Linked DNA regions of Rattus norvegicus: region 2 is linked to region 1. A link is a contact called in public Hi-C data. All regions are on one chromosome and are shown on one strand. Each heading gives the region's core, a stretch centred on a gene start, on an enhancer-like site or on the middle of the called end of the contact. The rest is flanking DNA. Distances are from core to core; before and after follow the strand shown. Region 1 holds the start of Clp1 (cleavage factor polyribonucleotide kinase subunit 1). Region 2 holds the start of P2rx3 (purinergic receptor P2X 3).

Region 1 (4,369 bases), core at 430-2,929:
TGCCTCCTTGGTGTCCAGGTATTTTCTGATTCAATTAAGTTGGCAAAAAAAAAATCATCAAAAAAGCCTACCCTTAAGTCTTTATACTTTTAATGCCTGTAAATCCAGTACTCTGGAGGCAGAGGCAAATAGATCTTTGTTTGAGGCCAGTCTGCTCTATGAAGTGAGTTTCAGGACAGGGCAGTGAGACACTGTCTCAAAACAGCAGCAGCAGCAGCAGCAGCAGCAGCAGCAGCAGCAGCAGCAGCAGCAGCAGCAACAACAACAACAACAACAACAGCAACAACAACAAAAGAAAAGCCTTCCTCTTCTAATAACTGAGTGCTTGGGAAAATGCCTCTGATTATCTTCGTTTCTTCTCTCTCTCTCTCTTTTTTTTTCTTTTTTTCAGAGCTGGGGACCGAACCCAGGGCCTTGAGCTTGCTAGGCAAGTGCTCTACCACTGAGCTAAATCCCCAACCCCTCTCTCTCCTTTTTTTTTTTCTTCTTTTTTTCGGAGCTGAGGACTGAACCCAGGGCCTTGCGCTTGCTAGGCAAGCGCCCTACCACTGAGCTAAATCCCCAACCCCTCGTTTCTTCTCAAATGAAATTGGAGATACTATACCTACCTGGGTTTGTAGGATATTGTAACATGGACTCCTAAAGCTACTTTGAAAATTGTAAAGCACTGTATAAACAGATAAGATTATTATAGTCTCTCCAGCCTATAATAAAAACTTAAGGCTAACATCAGATACTTTCTATATTATAGGCATTGTGCTTAGCACATATGTCTCATCCAATCTTTAAAACAACTTTAAGAGGTCGAATACTGTTATTATTCCCATTTTATAGACAAGAGATGTCTCAGGGAAAGGAAGCCTGTGATTTATCCAAAGTCAGGCAGTGAACTAATACTAGATTCCAAAGGCCATACTCATGAAAAGTGGATAATAGATGTGGAACCGGTTAGCAGTGGTGTAAATGATCGACTTTGTATAACTGTCAGATGTGCATGGACAGTTTAAACTCTGGCAGAAGTTGTTGGATAATGACTGATTCATAAGATAAAAGAAATCATTGGATTTTTATTCTAATTTACTAAAGAAAAAAACAGCCTGATTCGTGGCTCATGTCTGTAAATCCCAGCATTCAGGACATCAGAGGCAGGAGAATCACAAGGAGTGCCAGGTTGGCTAGCTTCGGGGTGGGGGAGAGTGGTGGAGAGAAGGGGGAGTGGAGAGAATGAATTACACTTAGTTTCTCCTATATGCCAGTTCCGCATAGCCTCAAAGTGGGGACTGCTTGACATGGTATGTGTGTTTCTATTTGACTTAGTGTGTGTCTCTGCTTGTATGTGTTTGTGCCACTTTCCCTCCGCCTGGATCTCCTGCTTAGGCTGCGTTTTGCTAACTTCCCCACTTTTTGGCGTGTGGTCTAGTCGAGCAGAGCTCTTATCTAGACAGTGGTGCCGCTCCCTTTCTGGTTGCCCTTAGCTTTGCTGGACAGCAGATAGGGAGCGACCATGCAACCACCTCCCGCGCGTGGGCGAACCAGCAACGACTCCTTTCCGCCTCCCGCGGTCTTCCCGCACAAAGTGACGGCGCTGCCCCGCCCACCTCCGCGCGTCACAGAACAATCCTTAAACTATAATTCCCAGAGGGCCATGCGGTGGCGCGCGCTCACTCACTCCGAACTACACGTCCCAAAATGCATCACGCGACCGCGTCTCCTACTACCGCGCAAGAGCGGAACCGCCTTTGCTTTCCGGCTAGTATTTAGGTGAGCGTCGTTCATGGTTGGGAAAGTGCTGAGGTCCTGTACCGAGGTTTCTGTAACGCTTATCTAGATCCAGAGGCTCTACAGGTAAGGCTTAAGGACCCCAATTACCTCTGAGAGATTCCGGCAGGTTTTGATGTTGGAGCTAACTGTGATAAATACTGGACTCAGAATTGTGGTTCAGAAATAGTAATTTACATTTCTTTGGTAGTTTCTAGTTTAATATTTTGTTTTTCCAACTGTGGTCCTTGTTATCCCCGGCACTGTACTCTTAACGGTAGGACGTGTAAATGCCCATCGTATAGCAGCTGGGGAGTTGGTTTTGGTATTAAATGGTTGGATTATAGTAACTACTAGTAGCCCCAGAGCTGGACATGCAACTGTTTTCTGATTCTGAACCCAGTGTCCCATTCTTTGCTTACGATTTAGAGGCTTGTTTCTTATTGGCTAAGGGAGTTGGAGGAGAATGGCCATGTGTTACTTTCTTTTCAATAGTGATGGAGGACTATGCAATTCGAATCTCCTGTTAATTACATCTGTAGGTAGTTTTCTTTTTATGTCCTAGTCATTCATTCACTCTGTATTTTGTTGAGGTGCGCTACTCTTCTACTTACTAGAGGCAGAGGAGCAAACAAAAATATCTCTACCTTCTGGATGTGGGGAGACAGGCTGTAAATCGTGAGTCTGGAGGCAATAAGAACTGTGCAGAAAAAGATAAAGGGACTAAACCATTGGAAGATTTTTGAATAGTGATTTGATCTAATATTTAATTTGGGTTCTAGGCACAGCAGCTCAACAGAAAAGATGAGTGAGGAATCCAATGATGACAAGAAGCCAACGACCAAGTTTGAACTAGAGCGAGAAACAGAGCTTCGATTTGAGGTGGAGGCATCTCAGTCAGTTCAGTTGGAGTTGCTGGCTGGCATGGCAGAGATCTTTGGCACAGAACTGACCAGAAACAAGAAATTCACCTTTGATGCTGGTGCCAAGGTGGCTGTTTTCACTTGGCATGGCTGTTCTCTGCAGTTGAGTGGCCGGACCGAGGTGGCTTATGTCTCTAAGGACACCCCTATGTTGCTTTACCTTAACACTCATACAGCCTTGGAGCAGATGCGGAGGCAGGCAGAAAAGGAAGAAGAGAGAGGCCCCCGAGTGATGGTTGTGGGTCCTACTGATGTGGGCAAGTCCACGGTGTGCCGGCTGCTACTCAACTACGCAGTGCGTTTGGGCCGACGTCCTACTTACGTGGAGTTGGATGTAGGGCAGGGCTCTGTGTCCATTCCTGGTACCATGGGGGCCCTGTACATTGAGCGACCCGCAGATGTGGAAGAAGGTTTCTCCATCCAGGCACCTCTTGTGTATCATTTTGGCTCCACCACTCCTGGCACCAACATCAAGCTTTACAACAAGGTCAGGGAGCTAAGAGGGGGTGGAGGGAAAAGTTACAGTCAGGGTATGAAGTAGGGAACTTTGTTACTTAAAACTGCACAATTTTCTCTCTGAATGTAATTGTTCTATTTTTATTTTTTTTGTGTGATAGTCCACTTGATTTCATGAGAGACCATTTTAAAAGTGTGAGCTTTACACTGCTAAGCATTCGATGACACTGCTCAGAGTAATTCATTATTAAGAGGTAAAACGGCAAGCAGGGGGTGTGCAGACATGGGTCAGCAATTGAGTCTAACACACACCTTTCATTTCAGCAGAGACAGAGGCAGGTAGATCTCTTGAGTTTGTGGCCAGCCTGGTCTCCATAGTGAGTTCCAGGACAGAGTGAGACTGTGTTGCAAACAAACAAAACGACAAAACCAAAAACAGTACTACTGTCGGGGGTCAGAGTTTTCCTAGCAAGCGCAAGGCCCTGGATTCGGTCCTCAGCTCCGAAAAAAAAAAAAAGACAAAATAACAGAGTTTATTTCCCAGTATCCATGTCATGGTATTCCCAGTTGCCTGTCACTCCAGCTCTAGGATAAAGTTAACTCCATGTTATGGGGTTAAAACCACAGTCATTAAAACCATCAATTTTGATGTTAATATATCAGTGAGTATTGTAGCTGATCCCTATAGGACTTGGAAGGCTAAGATAGGACTTTCAAGAGTGTGAAGCTAGGCTAGAGTCTTGTACTAAAACCCTGTCTCAGAAAAGTAAAAATACCGGAGAGCAGGGGCTAAGGTTGCAGCTCAATTGCCAAGCATACTTCAAGGCTTGTGTTTGGAATCCCAGCCTGTACAGTTTTTGGATGGTACCTATTACTGGAAAGAGAAACTTAGATGGATTTAGGAGCTAGAGAGATGGCTCAGTGGTTAAGACCATTGGCTCTCCTTCCAGAGGCCCCTAGGTTCAAGTCCCAGCACCCACATGGCAGTTCATGACTGACTGCAACTCAAGCTCCACGGGTATCTGACATCCTCACAGAGACATACATGCTGGTAAACCACCAGTCAATGCACATGAAGTAAAAATTAATCACTAAGAAAAACAGACGAATTTATTACTTATTTTGTTTTCCTTTTGATTCTTCTCCAGATTACATCTCGTTTAGCAGATGTGTTCAACCAAAGGTGTGAAGTGAATAGAAGAGCTTCTGTGAGTGGCTGTGTCATCAACACC
Region 2 (4,240 bases), core at 1,215-3,714, 310 kb before region 1:
CACCTGCCCGTGGTGTTCTGAGCACACAGCCCTAAGCTGCACCAGAGAAAAACGAACCCTTATCTGGATGCTGGGTCCCAATTCCTGGTTAGGTGTGTAGAGATGTTCAGCAGGGTGTGAATCTGAATTCGGGAAGGAGACTGATAAGCAAGAAACGACACCTTACTCCGATCACCCATGAGTAGCTGTGCCTGGAATATCTCAAGTTCTCTACTGCCTGGGAATCTTACTGACCGGCTCTGCAGCGCTCCTGAGGCCAAGGCCCAGGACCCTAGGTGCAGAGCCAGGCCTATAGTGGCACTTACATCTCAACCCGACACCCTCTCGGTACGTTCCACCGACAGGCACCGCAACAATCGGCGGAACCTGGGACCGGCTCAGAGAGCGCACCTCAACTCCGCTCAGAGGGTAGTGTCCTGATCGCAGCGATCCCACCACCCCGAGGCCCCCGTGAATCTACGTTTCTCCCCCTTCTTTTAAAATGGATTCGCCCACTGCCCGCGAATTTGAACGCGGATCGATCCATCCCAATCGTCCCGCGGGGGAGCAGGGCCCATGCACACCCGGAGCCCGGGAATCGCGACCACCCACCTCTTCGAACTGCAGCCTCGCGACGACACAGTGAGGGCGGTGGGCGCAGGGGGACGCAGGGGAGGGGATAGGGATACGGGGGAGGGGGTGCCGGGGAACCTTTTCCCGCGTGCGCGGTTCCGCGTCCCGCCACCGGAAGTCGCGCACAAACCATAGAGAGGAAGACCTGGCTAGAAAGGCACCATCCGGGCCGACCAACGGGACTGTCGCCTAGAGCGTCGGTGCCCCTGGTCGTCTAAAGCGAGGGTCTTGCTACGGGATCCCACGAGGCTGATTTCTTGATTAGAAAACGGGATCGCTTCTTAGAAAGTTACAGGCTGCTCTTCAAAGACTAGATTCCGAGGGGAAATTATGCGGTTTCAGGTTTGTATGTTTGTTGGAATCATGCAGGTTCCTCCCTCCTGTGAATAATCTGGGAAGGAGTCTGTTGAACCAAAAAATAAATAAATAAATAAGTAAATAAGTAAATAAAAAATAAAAATACAGAGCTGTGGCCAGAAATGTCGCCTCCGCTAGCTGCAAAGGGAATGCGGGTGTCGGTGATTGTGCTTGCTTTCCAGCTGTACCCTGGCAAGCAGATGAGATCCTTTCTGAAATGAGTTCACCTTCCACCCCCAACACCATCCCATCCATATCCCTAATTTGTGGGTTCTCAGGAAGAGCCCAGCAGATGGCTGCATTAAGTTCAAGTGGTGGTGTCAGATTTACCTTTGAGCTAGAACTTACTTGAAATCACATCAGCCTGCGTTGGCAGAAGCCTGGATGGCCTCACATAGCACCAGAGTGCATCTTGCAAAATCTGAAGCCAGGTCTGAAAGAGATGCTTGAGTTTATCTTGCCTTCCTCATTTTACAGATGAGAAAAATGAAACCACAGAAGATTTACCCGGGGTGTCAGTACATTGGCATCAAAGCTGGAACCTAGAACTCTTTTAACAGTTTATCATAATTTAGAGTGATTGCTAGCATATGTCCTACAAAAAGACAGGATATTTAAACTCACGGTCTCCCTGGAAATTGCACTGACTTGCTAACTCAATCCTGAGATATAAGATAGATAAAATGCATTCTTGTCATTCAGTACTTGTGGCTTTAACCACTGCTGCCACTATTTAGCTGAGTCAAACTGGGCTTAAGATATGTAATGAGAACCTATTGCTAATGCGGCACATGTCTAGGATCTGACAAAACTACCGAAGATGGTTGAAAACAGCCCAGCCTTTTAGGAGCATACACCCTAACAAAAGATTTGAATAACTTCAGGGTTCAAAAGAAAGGGAGAGTTCAGTAATTTCTGTACAACTAGAAGAGTTTCCACCACTGCTGCCAACTAGAGTTAGAAGTAAGCAACTTTCCACTTCGCAGTATTACAAACCTGGAATCACAACACTCAGAGACTGAGGCAGGAGGATTGTAAATTTGAGGCATAGCGACATATCAAGTTTGAGACCAGCTAGACAACCTAATGCGATTCTAGAGGGCAGAGAGGAGGAGATGGTAAGAAATGCGTGGCTCTTCCTCCCAGGAGACAGACCTGTCAAGGACCCTTTATCTCTATTTGTGCTATTAGGTAGAAATCGGCAGACACTCAAAGTGGAGTTCTTGGCTCAGGCAGATGAGCTAAGTCAAGAATGGGCAGTTACCAGGGGCTTTGGAGAATTCGACGCAGCTGGTGAGCTAGGATAGGGATACAGCGTAAGAGAACAGAATAGAAACAGTAGACAGAGTGCAGATGAAACGTCAGTCCCAGAGGGCCTTAGCCAGATGCATCTCAGGCAATCTGGAGCCCAGGATTGGAGACCCCACCCCTGCTGTGACATCACAGGGGAGTGGAGTAGAGACGGATAAAAAGGTGGTCCGCCGCCCTGGCCCTGCACCGTTGGCTTCCAGAGTATCAAGGGGAGAGACTAGGCACTGGGCTACAGTTGCCTGGCTTACAGGAACTGGCTCTTTTCCTCAAGCCTCATTAAGCAGCCCACTCCAGTTCTTGATCTTTGTCTCCCAGTCCTGAAGTCCTTTCTCTCCTTAGGCTGCATCCACAGCCCTTCTAAGTGGCTGTGAGCAGTTTCTCAGTATGAACTGTATATCAGACTTCTTCACCTACGAGACTACCAAGTCGGTGGTTGTGAAGAGCTGGACCATTGGGATCATCAACCGAGCCGTCCAGCTGCTGATTATCTCCTACTTTGTGGGGTGAGTCTGTGGTCCTTCAGATCCTGAGACAGGAGGGCTACCTGATGTCCTTTCCTCCCTCTCCCAAGATTGCCCTGCAGCTTCTAGACCTTCTTCTCTGGGAAACACTTTAATTTGTGGGAGCCGTGTCCTCAGGATTGGCCTCTGCCACTCCCATCCAAACCGGTCCTCAGGTGCATTATTTTACCTAGAAACTCTTCCAGGATTGGAGGATGATTCTAGATACATGCGCCAAGAATATGGGTCCATTCCCTGATCAGGAAAGAACCCATATGGTCCATCTTCCCAGACCAAAAAAACAGAAAACAAAGCAGAGCCCTCCCCACACTTTCTTATTCCCCTCCATTGAGTCTTTGGAGTCTCAGAAAGATAAAAGAACACAGGAAGGAGGCAAGGAAACCAAGGAGATGAGCTGATGTGTAGAGGAAGACCCAGCTACGGAGGAAAGGAGAGTGCTGGGTTTAATTTAGACTTAGGAATTTCTTCCTTCCTGTCATGGGTCTAGATGGTGAGAGGTTAAAAGGCAAGAGATCCCTCTTCTTGGAGAGCAGGATAAGAACTGCCCCCCAAGCTAGACAGAGGCACAGATGCACTCAGGGAAAGAGCTGCCAAACAGAAAAGTACCTTGTTTGACTTAGTGTGGGGCTCTTCCCTAAGAATGCAGAACTGATTCCTATTGTTAAACAGCATAAATTCTTGCTTCACTTAAGTTAGAAGACTCATGCTAGGGGTTGCTCAAAGACCAGCAAGATCCCAACAGCACTCTCATGCACACATACAAAGGAACTCAAACAAACAATGGCTGGGAGGAAAGCACAGGTCTGTCCTTCTTGCGGTCATTTCTACACACTGGCTGGCACCAGGAAATGCAGGCAAAAACCTCAGGGGTTTTCTTTCCTGGCTTGTGGGTCTGTGGTCACTTGCTGCTCCTTGAGACAATGAGTCTGTTTATGAAAGACGGCCACTGACTAGGTCATGAGTTAATTCAGGCAAATCGAAGAGTATATCCTGTGCGCATGTAGCTGGAGCTGAAAGGTGGGCGTAGTGTGGAGAGGTTGGATGTGTGTGGATGGATAGATGGCCAGATGTGGTTTTGTCAAAGTGATTTTTTTTTCTCCACGGGTTTAATGAGAGCCTGTAGGCTTTGGTATAGCATTGTGGGGACATCAGAAGGAAGTCAAGCTGTGGAGTGGGATTAAATGGCCTTGAAACTATTTTCCTACATTGAAGTTTTATGAGAGATGTTTAGATGTTCCATGTCCCTTTCTCCAAATTTGGCTCAAAACTGGTTTCTTTTTGGTTGGCTAGTTTGGTTAGTTTTTGTTTTTGGAGACAGAGTCTTATCTATCCAACACTATGAACTTACTACATAGGTGAAGGTGACCTTGAATTCTTAATCCTCCTAGTGCTGGAATTGCAGGGGTGCCACCACATCCATTTTATGGCTGGTTGAACCC

What was found. Hi-C and Micro-C count contacts between places; a contact is called where the count stands out from the background.
Region 2: a Hi-C map of frontal cortex shows a contact between it and region 1, with 1.7 times the contacts expected there. The contact joins the promoter of P2rx3 here to the promoter of Clp1 in region 1.

What each region holds. Positions count from the first base shown.
Region 1 is chr3:90,214,475-90,218,843 of GRCr8, reverse strand. It overlaps Clp1 (cleavage factor polyribonucleotide kinase subunit 1), which reads left to right and starts at 1,679. Exons shown (of 3, transcript NM_001009599.1): 1 at 1,679-1,761; 2 at 2,541-3,168; 3 at 4,286-4,369. The coding sequence starts at 2,563. It overlaps LOC120101590 (a long non-coding RNA gene), which reads right to left. Exons shown (of 3, transcript XR_010065262.1): 3 at 2,498-3,177.
Region 2 is chr3:90,527,533-90,531,772 of GRCr8, reverse strand. P2rx3 (purinergic receptor P2X 3) reads left to right here and starts at 2,464. Exons shown (of 12, transcript NM_031075.3): 1 at 2,464-2,783. The coding sequence starts at 2,665. Ssrp1 (structure specific recognition protein 1) reads right to left here and starts at 290. Exons shown (of 16, transcript NM_031121.1): 1 at 1-290.